Linked DNA regions of Mus musculus: regions 2 and 3 are each linked to region 1. The links are chromatin contacts, called in public HiChIP or PLAC-seq and promoter capture Hi-C maps. All regions are on one chromosome and are shown on one strand. Each heading gives the region's core, a stretch centred on a gene start, on an enhancer-like site or on the middle of the called end of the contact. The rest is flanking DNA. Distances are from core to core; before and after follow the strand shown.

The links. Promoter capture Hi-C pulls out the DNA fragments that hold promoters and counts their contacts. HiChIP or PLAC-seq counts read pairs in DNA pulled down with a chosen protein or histone mark.
Region 2: a promoter capture Hi-C map of embryonic stem cells shows a contact between it and region 1, with 2.3 times the contacts expected there. The contact joins the promoter of Usp40 here to the enhancer-like site in region 1. A contact is called at or near these places in 2 of 39 promoter capture datasets (embryonic stem cells and pre-B cells), 1 of 115 datasets of contacts at active chromatin or transcription factors (embryonic stem cells) and 1 of 9 other capture datasets (liver).
Region 3: a contact with region 1 is called in an H3K27ac HiChIP or PLAC-seq map of embryonic stem cells, with 9 read pairs. The contact joins the promoter of Eif4e2 here to the enhancer-like site in region 1. A contact is called at or near these places in 2 of 484 Hi-C or Micro-C datasets (both in embryonic stem cells), 8 of 115 datasets of contacts at active chromatin or transcription factors (the 230-238 cell line, effector CD8 T cells, embryonic stem cells and 2 more) and 2 of 9 other capture datasets (adipose tissue and pancreatic islet).

What each region holds. Positions count from the first base shown.
Region 1 is chr1:87,674,634-87,678,151 of GRCm38.p6, forward strand. Inpp5d (inositol polyphosphate-5-phosphatase D) reads left to right here. Exons shown (of 27, transcript NM_010566.3): 6 at 1,650-1,737. Among named protein-coding and RNA genes, the nearest start is that of Gm33470, 48 kb to the right of the region's middle. Within about 2 kb of position 1,603, at least 14 of the 459 cell types and tissues checked have an H3K27ac peak or open chromatin away from gene starts, as enhancers often do. A contact at or near this core is called in embryonic stem cells, where this site is marked.
Region 2 is chr1:88,006,632-88,010,332 of GRCm38.p6, forward strand. It overlaps Usp40 (ubiquitin specific peptidase 40), which reads right to left and starts at 1,920. Exons shown (of 32, transcript NM_001198573.1): 1 at 1,807-1,920; 2 at 594-811. The coding sequence starts at 792.
Region 3 is chr1:87,212,458-87,216,253 of GRCm38.p6, forward strand. It overlaps Eif4e2 (eukaryotic translation initiation factor 4E member 2), which reads left to right and starts at 1,457. Exons shown (of 7, transcript NM_001039170.1): 1 at 1,457-1,562. The coding sequence starts at 1,543.

The DNA.
Region 1 (3,518 bases), core at 353-2,852:
AACTTCTAGACATTGATTTGGGAAGATCTCTTGGCAGCTTATTTTGAAAACTTTACAATGTTAAATATGTAAAAACAAGGACAGTTTTGTTTTTTGTTTTGTTTTGTTTTGTTTTAGGGATATATATTCATATATGTATATGAATGAAAACCCAAACTTAAAATTCCCCACTATGCTTTAAAGGCTTTCTGACAATAACAGAAAGAGAAATAGAGAATCCATAAAAACTAGTTCTGAAACTATCAATAGGCTTGACACTCTTTAGCTGCCAGGAGAGCTGAATCTGAACACAGGGAACCCCACCCAGCACCCCAAATTTGGATTATTGTTTTATTTTATCTTTCCCCTACCCCCAAGACAGGGTTTCTCTGTGTGGTCCTGGCTGTCCTGGAACTCGGAGATCCTCTGCCTCTCTGCCTCTCTGCCTCTCTCTCTCTCTGCCTCTCTCTGCCTCTCTCTCTCTCTCTCTCTGCCTCTCTCTCTCTCTCTGCCCCTCGCTGCCTCTCTCTGCCTCTCTCTGCCCCTCTCTGCCCCTCTCTGCCCCTCTCTCTTCCCCTCTCTGCCTCTCTCTCTGCCCCTCTCTGCCTCTCTGCCTCTGCCTCCTGAGTGCTGGGATTTAAAGGCATCAGCCATCACTTCCAGCTTCCTTTATCATTTTAAAAAGAATTTCCTATGTGACTACTGTATTTAAATCACCACACGGCCAATACTCCCCCCCAACTCCTCCCAAATCCCCTCTACCCACTCAAATTCTTATCTTGTATTCTTTATCATTATTATACATATGTGTATATATGTGTGTGTGTATATATATATATACTATATACTGCTAATGAGTAACATTTAGTGTTATTCATTGTTGCATGTTTTCAATGTGCTTTCCAGGAGGCTGGGGGGATGGCTCAGTGGGCAAAATTCTAGCTGCACAAGCCTAAGGACCAGGGTTCAGATCCCCAATATAAAGGCTGGCTGGACATGGTGGCTTGCCTATGATACTAGCATGCTTGCTGGAAGCAAAGACAGGGAATCCCTGGAGACTTAGAATCTCAGAAGTGATCTGGGCTGGACAGACTAGCTGAACTGGCCAGCTCTGGGTTCATCAAGAAACCCTACCTCCATAACATAAAGTGTGATGGAGAAAGGCACCTAATGTCAACCTCAAACCCCTACCTGCATGTGCACACACATACATCCACACCACACACACACACACACACACACACACACACCACACACACACACACACAAATAAATAAGTAAATAAATAAAATATTTAGCTCTCCAGACCAAATCTTGGTGAAACCCATGCATTTGCATTTGTGTGTGTCCTACAAACACTGAAGGTTAAGAAGCATGCTCCTTAGTAATTTTATAGCAGTTTGCGTTTCCAGATTGAAAACAGATTCTATAGGCTACACAGTGCTAAATGGATTATGCTCAGATACAGATTGAAAAGGATACAGATTGAAAAGGGTCGGGGTCTGGGCCAGGATGACGGGCCAACTGATCTTTGCCGGGGCTTGTCCTTCAGGGAAGGGTTACAGGATTCACCACTGGGGTGTGGCCTATCTGCTGTTAGGACCTGAATTGCCTGGAGTGTTTCTAGTTCCCACTAGTTGTTGAACTTTACCTTGAACCTCTGCTCCCAGGGAAGTCATCAGGACTCTGCCATCCCTGGAGTCTCTGCAGAGGTTGTTTGACCAACAGCTCTCCCCAGGCCTTCGCCCACGACCTCAGGTAAGGGGTTTGGATTTGGAAAGATGCAATTGCTATAGGAGGGACTCTGAAGGCAGACAGACGCACCGCCTCCTCACGTTGGCTAGTCTAATATAAACATCGCGGTGGATGGTGAGGATAGACTCCATGCCCTTTTGTGAAGGCATTTCCTGGCATCAGCTCCTGACTTCAGACAGTTTCACCCATCAGACAAATTGCCTGGTGTTGGAGGAGGAGGTGAGCAGGGCCATTCCCATCATTTCTCCTCAGAAATGGAAAGGCAAGGAAAACATGAGGTTCTTCAGACACTTAATCCCTGGGACTGCAAAATGGTGGTGCCCCTCCTCCACAGCTGCTCACGGCGGGGCAGGAGATGAGGGCCAAATGAAGCATAGATCTAGCTATTTTTTTTTTAGTGCCTTCAGTAAATTTAAAATCAAATAAGGGAAGGGACCTAGATCTTTATGTTATGGCATTGTTAAAAGTGAGAACTTGTAGCCAGGGTGTGGTGGCGCACACCTTTAATCCCAGCACTTGGGAGGCAGAGGCAGGCGGATTTCTGAGTTTGAGGCCAGCCTGGTCTACAGAGTGAGTTCCAGGACAGCCAGGGCTACACAGGTTTCTCTATACAGAGAAACCTGTCTCGAAAAACCAAGAAAAAAAAGAAAGAAAAAGAAAGAAAGAAAGAAAGAAAGAAAGAAAGGAAGGAAGGAAGGAAGGAAGGAAGAAAGAGGACAACATGGTCTAGGGGTCAGAGAGCAGAATCTCCAAAAACACCAACAATGCCTGCTGTAAATGTATGTCGTTGATTTGGGGATGTTGGCCTCCAGCTCACCATTTCCTGCCTTAGCCTCCAAAGTGCTAGGATTATAGGCTTGAGCCAACACATCTGGCTTACGCCTATTGTGTGTGGAAGGGGAGTGCTGAGTGTGCTCCTGTGTTTGGTACTTATATATGAATATATGTATATACGCATGTACGCATACTTGCATGTGAAGGCCAGAGGCCAATGTCAGCTGCTCTCATCTTATCCTTTTTATTACATTGTATTTATTTGTTTGTTTGTTTGTTTGTTTCATCGTACGCATGCAGCCACTCATGAGCATGTAACAGCACAGGTATGAAGGTAGACTTGCAGGAGTCAGTTCTCTCCTTCTGTCACTTGAGTTCCAGGACCACACTCCAGCCCCCAGGCCTGGGCTGTAAGAGAGCCATCTTACTGGTCCTCTACTTTGTCTTCTGAGATAGCATCTAGACTCACGGAACCTGGAGCTCATCTAGATTTACATTGGCTGGCCAGCTGATGCATTTTAAGGTCAAATCTTCATTCCATCCCTACCCCACTTCCACTCCCAGTGCTGGAGTTCGGGACACCTGCCACCAAGCCCAGTTTTTCCTGGATGCAGAAGCTCCAAACTCAGGTTCCCATGTTCGCATGGCAGGCACATTTTCAGTTAAGCCTTCCCCCCAGCTCCTTTACCCTGGTCTCTGAATGGGGGGGAGGCTATAAATCAGGCTGCTCTCAGACATTAGGTAGGAAATAGACCATATACATGAGGAAAGATATTCACCTGCCCCATGGGTACCAGGAAGTGATGTCCAACTCCTCTTTTGCTTATCAGGAGAAATGCTGACTACTACCTCTGGTAATTTTGATGTTGGGAGGAACAGGGACATTCATAGGACCCCATTCCTCGCTGGTGAGAGTGGAGACAGGTTTTCTGAAGGGCAGGAGATCTGTGTAGAAAAGATGGATGCTGTTTTCTGAAGGGAAATGGAGGTAGAGTCGACCTGGGAGAGAG
Region 2 (3,701 bases), core at 670-3,169, 330 kb after region 1:
CTATTTTTCATTCCTATCAAGGTCTGGGGCAGACAATGCTAACTAAACAGATTAACATTCCTGTTGTGAATATATTAGTGTTCATACTCCTGAGAGAACTAAAACTCCCAAGAAGCCTCAGCCAGGTTAGCTTCTGAGGCCAAACAAATTCAGTACAGATCAGCTCAGAATCAGAGTTCTCTGAATCTCAGAAATGCAGATATGTAACTATGGATGTGTATAAATAATGTGACAACTTTTCCCACTGCAGAAGTCAAGCTGCATGTGTAACCCTGTCTTAAGTGACCGTTACTCTGGAGAAAGATGAGAGAATTCTCTTTATGTTGTATTTCAAATTATGGGAATTAGAAATACCTTGCCTTGTTTTTGCTGCTGTTGTTATGAAACACTACATCACTACACAGAATAGATTTTTTAAATGGTAAGCTTCATAATTTTCTTCAGAGAACGGCAAATATATGTCTTTCTTTGCAACAATGAAACACATATTGTTGAATCCACCTTAAGATTCGTTTTCTTTTATGTTTTTTTCATAACTAATTACATATAAAGCCCACGGTACATATTATTCAAATGCATGTCACATAGCATACCTCTGAATTCAGGTGTGAAATGAAGCGTCTGAAGAAGGGAGCTGAGGTAACAGGTTCCACCCTGATTTCTGATTCCACTTAAATTGGTGAATTCTCTAGGGGCAGGCGGCTCCAAACCTTTAGTCTTTAATTTCTTCCCTCTTCCATACTGACTACTTGACACACTGGAATAATCCTCTTCAAATAGGTTCCCAAACATGGTGGAACTAAACGCTATCCTTTAAAGAAAATATGTTACATAAATGTTTCCATTCTTTAAATGTACCTCCACCCCCAATTTTCTCTTATTATTCGAGCGTAGCTGTTTTGTTAAATCGTTCTTCAGAAAACACAGTAGTTTGTGTTTTGGAGAAAGCGAGACCTGACTTGTCTTTCCTACCTACACGGGGTCCTGATTAACCTGTGTGATCCTGGACAAGTTATTTTAGCTAACATTTACTTCTATGTAAAATGGGGCTGCGTATTTTTCATAGGTAAATTAAACCAGTCACATGACAAAAGAAAGGTTACTGAGTACAAAGGGCTTGACCCACAAGAACCGATAACTATTCTTGGATTCCACATCACTAAATGAGGGGGGGGGGGAGAGAAGGGGAGGAGCCTTCATCAATTATGAAATCTCAGCTTCCCCCATCCCTTCATACACAGTACCAGATCACAGCGTTTCAGTGACTTAACCCTATCACATTAATCTTGACAGTAGTTTCAGCACTTTGGCCCTAAACTAGAGAGCCAGGAGTAAGTACCTTGAGGAAGAAAAACTCTGGTCATTAGAGCCATGGAGTCCAATGGCCTTCCAAAACATACCCAGGAATCCAACTGCAGAAGTGGGGACCTGCGGGAATCTGTTCTGTTTCTTGTGTGGGGAAGGGACATTTGGGGTAAAACGCTGAGAACACTCTCTTAAGTGATAGGAATGGCCAAAATGCAGTTTTCTTCCTTCCCAACACAGTCCTCTGAACAAAAGCTCAAGAAATGGAACTCGCGAGGCAGGCCTCGAGCTAGCTCGCGGGCTGGCTTCCCGTCACGCCGCTCCAGAGGCCTTGCCGCCCACCAAGCCGCCCAGCGCCCAGGAGCGCGACCAGGCGCGCGTCCCCGCGGCCCGACCCCTGACGCGCTGCCAGCAGAGGCCCGGCGTCTCTCCCCAGGCCGCCGGCGTCGTCCCTACGCTGCCCTCGTCCCTCCCTGCGCCCAGTTCCCCAGCCCCACTTACTGCCTATAGCCCAGACCCCCGCCCCGGCCACAGCACAGAGTAAACGAACTCGCTCCGAACGGGCACCGCCATGCCGAGGAGGCCGTGTCTCTGGAAAGTGATTTCCAACCACCCACCCCCACCCCAGATGCGACTACACTTCCCAGGGTGCGTCGCGCCACGCGGAGATTTATGGGTAGTTATACTGCTCTTTTTCCAGACGGCTTACAAGTTAAAATTTGTATTTATTGCTGCCTGCAAAAAGCGTTGGAGCCACATTCTGTTAGAGCTTTCACCATTTAAGTGGAGTATGTATTTATATAGTCTCTGCTCTAGGATAACAAAAGAACCTTAAAACAGTTTTTCCTCTTCAAAGTATATCTCTGATACAAAACTTGTGAAAATGCTCTACGTTCTGTGAACCTTCTTACATCGCCTTCAATCCACCTTAAGTAGTTTATATATAACCATGCAAGCATGTATGCACACAAAACTGTCTGTCCTGCTGGAGCTCTTCGGATAGGTTACTTCCCATCCTTTGCACAGACCCCATTTGTATCTCCCTCGTCTCCTCCAACCTCTATCAGGATGTGAATGAAGGAAACAGGTGAAATCTAATTTTTATTTCAGCTGAGAGTTTAAGAGATGGAGAACAGGAATAAAGATGGAGGGTGATGGGGGTTGAGGGTGGCAGAGTCCAAGTGACCATCAGTCCAAGGGATTTGTCTTTGGAACATTTGAGGGAGGCTGGTGTGGCTAGAACGCTGAGGAAGTGTTGGGAGGAAAGGACTGGAGATGACCATTGGCTAGGAATAAGGGGTCTGGGCCAGGAAATGGACTGGGAGAGTACACAGCTCTCAGTACTCCAGGTGGAGGACCACTTTGCTTTTTAGCAACCTCCCCTTCACTTTGCTTTCCTGGCCATATCTCTTTCTGTCTTATGGTACTTTATCCTCCTATTTAAAAATCACAGCTATACCTTAAACTTTTATTCCCTGACCAAAACTCAACACTGTAAGCCAAGATCCACAGGCATAGGTGGCTTCCCTCTGGGCAGCTATATCCCCTTACACCCATGTGCTTGTTAGTTAGGTTTTGATTACTTTTTTTTTTTCTTGGTAGGTTGTTTGTTTTTGTACTTTATTTTGTTTTGTTTGTAAACGGGACACAAGCTAGGGTCACATGGAAAGAGGGAACAGATGCTGAGAGAATACCTCTATAAGATTGGCCTGGAGGCAAGTGTGGGGACATTTTCTTGATGAATGATTAATGTGGGAGGACCCAGCCCACTATGGGTGGTGCCAACCTTGGGAAGGTGGACCTGGGTTGTATAAAAAACAAACTGAGTGACCCAGAGGGAACAAGCCAGAGAGCAGGGTTTCTCCATGGCCTCCACTTCAGGTTCTGCCTCTAGTCCCTGCCTTGAGTTGCTGCCCTGCCTTGAGTTCGTGATGAACTGTGAGCTGTCTGAAATGAACCCTTTTCTCCCCACGTTGCTTTTACTGGTGGTGTTCATCACTGCAATAGAAAGCAACCTAGGACAGCCTGGCCTCTTTGTTATGTTCTGACTCATAGTTCCATTCTACCACCTGTCTACGTTCTCCTTCTCTCTCTGGGGTCAACTTACTGCAAGTGGCCATACCCCAAAGTTATCTTATCTCTTGGATTGGCTTACTTTCTGTGTACTTTCTCTAATTCTGGGCACTCAACTGTCCAATCCCTCCCACCCACCCCCATTTCTCACACTTTAGGTCTCTCCATAGACAGTCTTGTCTACATTTGTCTGACCCACTTTATTTTCTGTTCCTTTGTAGTTAAAACTGTAGTTCATCCCATCCTTTTGATTTCTCTTACACAATGAGGCAATATCCAAGAACACATCAAAACAATCATCCATCCTGACCAAGTAGGTTTCA
Region 3 (3,796 bases), core at 207-2,706, 460 kb before region 1:
TGGCTTTTATGAGGTCTAGAATTTTTAAAAGTGTAACCCATTTTAACTAGCAAGGTTCTTCTAGATGCCACAGCACAAATGTGTACCTTCAGCAGTACGTCCCATTCGTCTAATGTAATACTTCCTCCCACCCCCACTGATCACAAAGGATTTCTTGAGTTTTACTATCTCCCCCCCCCCCATTGTTAGAAATTCTTCACAGTATGGATAGTCAAGAGGCACTGTTCAAAATAAAATAAAATAAAATAAAATAAAAAACAAACAAAGCCAGGCAGTGGTGGCACACGCCTTTAATCCCAGCACTTGGGAGGCAGAGGCAGGTGAATTTCTGAGTTCGAGGCCAGCCTGGTCTACAGAGTGAGTTCCAGGACAGCCAGGGCTACACAGAGAAACCGTGTCTCGGAAAAAAAAAAAAAAGGCCCTGTTCACCTGACCCACATTTCACATGAGCAAGCTGGGGTCCAGAGTAAGAGGAACTCTCTAGAACACTCCTTTATAGGGTTCAAATTTCCATCTCTGATCCAATCTCAGACACTGTAAGAAAGACTCCTAGCCCTGCAAATTCCTTTCGTCCTCTCTCTTCTCAAAAGCCAGAGTACTTGCAAGGCTAGGCCCAAAGCCACTGGGCTGGGTGTGACAGGAGAGCTTCCTCAGCCTCCCTTACATGCCAGGCAATAGGATGATCCCCTGAGGTCTTCCTGAGGAGAAAAAGCGTGACCTTGCTGAGTGACCAGGGGACAACCACGGGCCAGTCCTGGGACACTTTCCTCACCTGTAAATACAGGCACGAACATCAATTTCTACCCCTCCTCTCTGGTGATTAAAAATAAACATCTAACAATGTAATATGTTCAGCAGATGGGTCAGGAAAATGCGTGCCTCATAGCTCTGGAGTTACATCACCAACTAGGGAATTTATTCCTGTGTATGTGATGTGGTTTTGGACAGTCCTTAGGAGTGTGGGGACAATGACTTCAGTTGAGGAGGCAATGATGAGTGAGACCATCTCGGTCCTCAGTAAGTTTGTCACCCTGGTTCGACTCCCCCCACCCCCCACTTCACCCAATATATAGGGAAGGTCTTAATGTATCCCAGGCTGTCCTCGAACTCACTATGTTGGTTAGGCAGGTCTGGATCTTCCTGCTGCCATTTCCCAAGAGCCAGAATTGCAAGTTTGTTTGTAGTGCTCTCTCGTCCTCTCCAAACACCAAGAGCAAAGGATCAACTGCCAGAGAATACCATTTACTAAAGGTTACTATGCCTGACATTTTCCCCCTGGAATCCACGGGGAGGTTAAAGTGGATGGCCGGCAGCCTGCGTAGACAATGCTCAGTGCAAGCAGCCACACCAAGACAGCCCCGGTCGGAACAAGCGCTGTCGTCCCGGGCCACCCGTCCGGGAAAGAGGCCCCGCCCAAGGCCTGAGCACTGACGTTCCGCTGAGCGCCTCGCCAGCCAACCGGAAGTAGCCGGGCCCTTAGCGATGGGACCCGGTAGAGCGGAAGTCACTCCGTGAGGCAGTGGCGACAGCGGCGGCAAGAGGATGAACAACAAGTTCGACGCGTGAGTGGCGCGTGGCCGACCCCGGGGCCCCTTCCCCCAACCGTCCCCCGGGACCGCTCCCGCCGGGGCCGGGCGCGCCCTCAGCCGAGCCGCTCGCTCCCGGGCCGCCGCAGCCCGAGCCTTCCTGCGCCCGCGGGCCCGACGGGGCCGGGAGAGCGCGGCCGAGGTCGCCGGGACCCCTGAGCCGCTGGACCCCGGCGCGGCACGGGCCGGGGGAGGGGAGGCCGCGCCGCCCGGAAGGAGATTTTCGGACGCCCCGCCCTGGTGGGTGCGGGCTGCCGGCGGCGTGGAGGGGCGGGACCTCAGCGCTTCGGGTGTTTCCGCAGCCTTGCTGCCTTCTCTCTGAACGCGGCTTCCCTCCCGCACTCGCTCGGCGTCCTGGGAAGGTCACCTCTCCCTTCCGAGCCTCGATTTTGTCTTCTGCAAGCGGGGACGGTAACAGAGCCCGTGTCGTAGAGTTGGGCAGCTGCGATGAGGTAATGGGGCAGCCGCGCTGAGTACTGTGGCCTCTCGAGTACGGAATGCTTTTCATCTGAGATTCTTCCTGCTTCCTCCCCGACCACCACCCTCCCTTCATCCCCCACCCCGTCCCTGTCTTTCAACTCTTAGTGGCTGCCCACCCCTGCATTCATCTCCAATTCCCGCAGCGAACAGTTGGGAAGTACAGAGAAGAAATATGTGTTGGGGTGGGGGATGGGGGGGTGAGAACATTCCCCTCCTAACGATTAAATCTTTTAGCATTTAAAAGTAATTTTCGTTTTCATCTAGCCCCACTTAAGTTAGTGTTTCACAAGAATTGTATCCCTGGGTAGATTGCAGTGCTCCCTCCTCTCTATGGTTTGTAGTGATCAAATCTGGTTTATCATTCAAAGGCCTACATTTTTAGTTTTAAGCCCACCAGCTGTTTGACAGTACAAAAGTCCTCCAGTCTGAGCCATCGATCTCACCTCTGTAGTGGTTAGGACCGGAAGGACCACATCACGCTCTGCAATACTTAGAGGTACTGTGTAAAATGCTGAGCATGAGCTGTGAAGGGAAAGTGGACTCACTGATAGGTGGTGAAGCTGCAGGTTTTCAATACAGTGAGTTCAGAGGTGCAGACTCAGGAAGTACTGGGATGGGGATTCCAGTTGTACAGCCAGCTCTTCCTTAGGTTTTCATGGTGGCTGAGTGAGCTCTGCTTCTTGAGAAAAGACCTGATGTCTTCTCCACCTTGCTTATTAGCAGAGTCCAGCAGGATAGAGATCCATTGGTCTCCTGTCATAGGCCCTGCAATACCTAGCTTCATACCTGCAGCCCTTCCTCCCTTCTTCTCCTATTGGAACAAATCAAACTGCATCCTAAGAAGATAGTTTTTAGGTTGCCTGTCTTGAATAAGGATGGTTATGTTGGCCACTGTCGTCGTCACTGTTCTGTTGCTGTTGAAGAGATGCCATGACCAGGCAACTGTTTTTTTGTTGTTGTTGTTTTTGGGGGGTGGGGGTGGGGTCTGAGACAGGGTTTCTCTGTGTAGCCCTGGCTGTCCTGGAACTCACTCTGTAGACCAGGCTGGCCTTGAACTCAGAGAAATCCGCCTGCCTCTGCCTCCCGAGTGCTGGGATTAAAGGTGTGTGTCACCACTGCCCGGCCGGGCAACTCTTATGACAAGTTTTTTCTTTTTCTTTTTTACTTATTTATTTAACTAACAAGGCCACACACCTCCTAATCCTTCCTAGCAGTTCTGCTCCCTGGTGACTAAGCATTCAAATATATGAGCCTATGGTGGTCATTCTTAGTCTAGCCACTGCAGCCACCCAGAGGCATCCCTGTGGATTTGTTTCCTAACTTTTTAGGTTAGCATAGAAAGTAGCAGGTTCTATTAGGACACCTTCATACTCAGGCCATTACTTTGTTCTCCTTCTTCCCTGCCCCCACTGGACTCGCTGTGGTCCCTCTCTAGCTCGCTTTTTTTCTTCTAGCTGTCCCCCAAGTCCCTATTGCATGTATTATATTCCTCTCTATTTCCCACTAGCTTCTTCCTAATAACTCTGCAAAAGAGATCTTGGCATGTTTTCTGATAGTTAAGGAAAATGAGGCTTTTCAAGGTTAAGTAACTAGTGCAAGATAGCCTAAAGGGCCAGCTCAGGCTCACTCTTCTACTTTGTTCAAGTGTCTTTATCAACATTTGCTGGGTGGTTTAATTGTTTATAACTATGAGCTGTTGTAAAGAGTAGGGTCTTTTAATGCCCTCTTCC